Linked DNA regions of Gossypium hirsutum: region 2 is linked to region 1. A link is a contact called in public Hi-C data. All regions are on one chromosome and are shown on one strand. The core of a region is the stretch at or near the end of the contact, and the rest is flanking DNA. Distances in the headings are between cores, read along the strand shown. Region 1 holds the start of LOC107945584 (eukaryotic translation initiation factor 4G). Region 2 has its middle 42 kb from the start of LOC121211406.

Region 1 (2,700 bases), core at 8-2,507:
GTCCCGACTCCTGGTTTATGAGTCTAAATAGTTTTTCTTATTGCAGATGAGTGTTCTAAAAGCTCCAATAGGATGTGTTGTATTTATTAAGTCCAGGGCAATTTAATATTTAATATCCATTAACCCCAACTTGGTTTGTGCAAAAAGTTGATGGTGAGGCGAATTTTAGACTCGTTTTTTAGTTCGTCTGGACTCTAAAAATAGGATTTAAATTTTATTCAAATTTAGATTGGATAAAAAATATTAAAATCTGAGCTCGGCTTAGTTCATCCGTATTAAATTTTTTATAATTTTATTTTTATATAAAAATAAAATTTAAAAATATAATACATTAAATACACTAAAAAAATTAAAATAAATATTTCTTAATAAATTAAAAAATATATTTATATTTAAATAACACTAAAATAAGTCTAATTTAACAAGTAACTGCATTTAAAATAATAGAAAAATTAACAATAAAATAATAATTATACAACATTCAAATAATAACAAAAAAATAATAAAAATATTTTTTTTTACAAATTCGGGTTAGACTAAGTTGAAAAAACTTACCCAAGACTTAATCTATTTAGAAAATGAGTCTCATTTTTTTATCTAAACTCATTTTTTAAACTTATATTTTTATTTAAATCTTCTCACTTTTCGGATAAAAATTTGGGCGCACCATACGTAATAAAAAAGGTTATTAATTCTCAGTTTCGACCAAAAGAATCCCCACGCAAACATAAAATGCAGTCTCATTTATGTATGTTATGTTTGCGGCTGACTTGGGAATGTGTTTCTACTTTCATTTTAGTGTAAATTATAAAAATAGTTATTTTTATTTGTTTTAGATTATAATTTAGTTATTTATATTTAAAATGTTACGTTTTAATTATTTATGTTATCGTTTTATTACAATTGGACATCTAAATTGGTATTTAAAATCCATTTAGACTACCACGTAGAATCACTGTTAGGGAAGTAATGGAGCTTAACGATAAAATGACTACTTCATAATAAAATAATAACATAAGTGACTAAATGTAAAATTTTAAACATAAGTGACTAAAATATAATTTGAGATAAATAAAAATGACTATTTTTATAATTTTTCATTTTTACACTACAAAATCTGAAATAAAATTTGAAACAAAGCATTAACCAATGCCTGCCCACAAATATATTTGTATGTGAAAATAAAAACATTAGGAAAATCCGAATAATAATAAAAAGTAGTAATACAAATAAAATAAATAGGGAAGAAAGAAGAAAGAAGACGTCGGTGAAAAGAGCAGTATAAAAGAGAGGGCAGTTAAAAGTATCGGAAATCTCTCGCACTTGAAAACTCAAAAACGAGTTGTTTTCTGTTTTTCACCTCCCACTGTTTTTCACCTCCTAAAACTTCCGACTTTTTGACCATATTCCTCTTCCCAGTAACTCTCTCTTTTTTAATTTGGCTTATCTTTCTTTCTCTTTCTCTTTCTCTTTCTATTTATTTTAAAAAATAAAGCTTTTTTCATCTTCTACGACTAGCCATTAAAAGAAACCCTAATTCTCTTTCTCTCTGCAAACTCTTTGGAGTTCACAGGTACTGTCTTTTGCTGTTTGATCTTATTGCTGTTTCTTTAATTTCATGGATTTTGCGATCTGTTTGGATGCAGAGATAAAAAGAAGGTAAACAAAAAAAAAAGGAGGGCAATAGGTGGAATCAAGTGTGGGATATGTCCTTCAATCAATCTAGGTCGGATAAAAGCGAGCAACAATACCGAAAATCCGGGCGATCAGCCAGTTTTAATCAACAGCGGTCCTCCTCAGGCGTTTACAGTAAGGGCGCTGGCGGCGGCCCTGCCCCCTCGCGGTCTCCTTCATCTTCTTCTTCTTCTTTATCTTCCAATCGAAGGTAATAACAACTGATCATCATGCTTTGCGCTTTTCAGTTTGTTTTGCTGTGTCTCTTTCCGTTTTGATTGCCAGATTATTTAGGGTTCATAGGATTAAGGTTTTCTAGGCAATTCCATGATTTCGTGATTTTATTTTGCTGTTCGCTTGGTAATCGTACAATAGTCTTAAGAAGTCTAACAATGCACAAGGAGGGCAATACCGGTTAAATTCACTGGCCGCGAACTCTACCGAGTCTAGTAATACTTCTGCTGCCCGCACCAAACAAAATGGCGCTCATTTACAACCCCAGCTACAGGGTATGATTTAAATTTCTTAAACTTGCTTAGCTTTATAGGTTTACAGTTGAAGAAACGTGATTATATTTATGTTATTTGCATTTGCCTTTATTTTTCTCATAGGAGCATCAGATGCATCGATTGCAAGCAATGCTGCCCAGCCTGTTCAATCACCCATCATCCAGAATAGCACTCGAGCTGTTTCAAAAGCTCCAACTTCTCAACCACCCACCATAATTTCCGACAGTGGTCTCCCTACAACCGCTGGAAAGGGTATGTTTTTATTGCGCTTGTGTACTAAGCTTATAGGATCAAATTTGCTTTAGTAAGGTAATACTATTGGCTGTTTGTTTACTTGATAGTGTTTCTAGTTAGCTTTAAGCTGATGCAACTACTTTCATGTTTTTGTTGTTTCTGATGGATTAACACCAGAAGATCCATCCAAAGCATTCTCTTTACAGTTTGGGTCCATAACTCCTGGTTTCATGAATGGAATGCAGGTATCGTACTATTGTCATCTTGGCATTCCTTCTTTTAC
Region 2 (2,700 bases), core at 31-2,530, 500 kb before region 1:
ACTTCTATGGGTCGAAGCTCCAAATTATAAATATGATTTATTCGTGGAAGATATTCATTGGCCGAAGGTAATTATATTTACTGTTTAAATCCTGACTCGAATAGGGGAGTTCTGTAATATGAATCTCGGATCATACAAATTATATTACTGCACTGATAGTTACTGGAACTATTTCCAATTTTTCTTTTCTAATTGGAGAATACCATTAATATTGAGGTATTATTCTATTTATACGGTTGAAATGCCGACTCTATGAAAATACTATGGTTTCAATCTGTATGATGGTAATAATTTCAGAAAATTTAAGGTTTCAGTGTTGATAATTGATAGCTAAATTGATGATAAAGTTATTACAGAAAAATGTAAGATTTGAATGGCTTGATAAATGTTAACAAAATTTTGACCAGATGAAAGTTCTGTTGACCGAAGCATTAGTTCAGATTCAGCCTAAATTGGGTAAGAAAGTTGTGATTTACAGTGATATATCATTAAGTGGGTAAACTGTGTTTTGATGCAGTAAGACAAAATAATAGTCTATGCTTTTAAATAGTTTAAAAAAAGATCGTATGAAAAGAATTACCTGATATATGATTTAGAAGAGGTAGCTAATGTTCCAGATTTGAGAACTGGTGATACTATTAGTTAGTGAAAAATATTTGAACCTCTCCACTGAAGGAATTTTCGAGGACGAAAATTCTTAAGGGGGAGAGTTGTAAGAGCCCAAATTTTAGCAACGTAGGAAATAGTGATTCGAGACCACCAAATTCAAAAAATGAGCTCGTAAATTATATTATTTAATATTTACAAGCTAAATGTAGCTTTTAAAAGATTTTTAAAATAGTAAACTCTATTTTATAAAGATTTATATGGTTTAATGAAAAATAGTTCTGTAAACTCTGGTAATGCCTCGTATCTTATTCCGGCGACAGATACAGGTAGGGGGTTACACATACATATATTTCCATTAAAGTATATAAATATACAATGTGATTGTAATAGGCCCATTTCGCCCGGGCCCATAAAAAAACTATACCAGAACCAAAAATAAAATAAAAATAATAATAAATAAAGCCATGAGCCAAATAAATTAAAAGTCCAAGTCTTTTTACAAAAATAAAGGCCCAAAACACTAACCCAAAGTCCAATAACTAAACATAGCCCGAAACAGAAATAAAACACTAGTCCAAAACCTAAAATCCTAGCCCAATTTACATGTGGCCCAAATGAGCCCAATAATGAGAAAACACCAGAAACCCTAGAGGTTTCTGGAATACACAGTGCAGCAGCTAGCCATGGAATCGAGCCTCTCACGAACGGCCTCCCCACGAGTAGCTTGCTTCTCTGTATGCCTCCAAGTCAACATAGAACCTGTGAGAACAGAAATGCTAACAGAATATACAGAAAATGACAGTAGGAAAATAAAATTTTCATTTTTTATTTATTCTGTAAATTCGGTTTTAAAAAGCCATGGTTTGTACTTTGATGGATTATGCACACTGAAATAGGCATACAAAATATCGAATACAAAGAAAAGGCATTTAGAAATCAATTTTAGAAAGGTGATTCTTAGATCTAGCATTTTTTTCCGATTTTAATTCTTTGTTCTTCTTGGTCTTTATTTACGGTATAAGGAAAAATAAAAAGGACTTACCTTGGTATTGACTTTTGAATCCTTGCTGGCTTCGCAATAATCGAAGTATAAGTGAGGATTCCGTGGCTTAAGGGCAGCAAAACCCTTGAGTACGTCTTTGAATAAGGCAAACCATGCTTTCAGATGGTGCAATTCACCGAAATATGGAAGCAAAACGGCGGTGGGGAAAAGAACCATCTGATTCGGCCGTATGAGAGGAATAGGAAACTTAAGTTTTTGTTTTGATTTTGTTTAAAATTATTAGGGGTTCATTTTAGGGTTTCCTCTTTTTTTTATGGAGCATAGGAAGCGACATCGTTTTGAGCCAATCTCAATGGCTTTGAAACGGCACCGTCTGGAAACTTCAAACCCGATGACCCGACCCGTGCAAAGTTGAGATCCGCGCACTTGGTCCTTGAGGGTTAATTGTGCGTTTAGTCCTCCCTTTCGCGTTGTTGTTCAATTGTACCTTATTTTCTTTACTTTGTTTTTTAGAATTTATACATATAATTTGCGCATGATGTCAATTAGGTCCACGCTTCAACGCAGCGTTTTGAGATCTGGAATATTTTCAGCTTTGGTCCCTGTACATTCGCACCTGTTGCACGTTGGTCCTTATTTTAATTCCATTAGTTTGTTTTATTTATAGATTATCCCTTTTATTTTAAATTTATTTTAATTAAGTTTTCTATCTATACAATGCGTTATTTTTAAGAGAATTCATTTAATATTTTTTATGTGTTGAGATTACTTTAATAATTTTACTTTGTTAAAGAAAATCATTATTTTAAAATCTTCATGTTATATTATTTTAACATTTTGTATAATATTCCAGTTAAATATTTTTATATATATTTTTACATATATATTATTTTAATTGAGTTTTCCATTTGAAATACTTATTATTTTAAAGTTCATAATATTTTTATAGGTGTTGAGATACTTTAATAACTCTACTTTGTTTTTATAAAATCACCATTTTGAAATTCTTTTTATATCATATTATTTTAACTTTTTATATAGTATTTCATTTAAATGTTTTTATGTAGATTAGTACATATATTTAATCC

Evidence for each region. A called contact is a pair of places that touch in the nucleus more often than the background predicts.
Region 2: a Hi-C map of leaf shows a contact between it and region 1, with 2.8 times the contacts expected there. The contact joins the enhancer-like site here to the promoter of LOC107945584 in region 1.

The regions. Positions count from the first base shown.
Region 1 is chrA12:78,061,027-78,063,726 of Gossypium_hirsutum_v2.1, reverse strand. It overlaps LOC107945584 (eukaryotic translation initiation factor 4G), which reads left to right and starts at 1,257. Exons shown (of 10, transcript XM_016879639.2): 1 at 1,257-1,573; 2 at 1,647-1,885; 3 at 2,050-2,183; 4 at 2,286-2,435; 5 at 2,595-2,662. The coding sequence starts at 1,707.
Region 2 is chrA12:78,561,406-78,564,105 of Gossypium_hirsutum_v2.1, reverse strand. No RefSeq gene overlaps it. Among protein-coding and RNA genes, the nearest start is that of LOC121211406, 42 kb to the right of the region's middle. Within about 2 kb of position 1,280, at least 8 of the 9 cell types and tissues checked have an H3K27ac peak or open chromatin away from gene starts, as enhancers often do. A contact at or near this core is called in leaf, where this site is marked.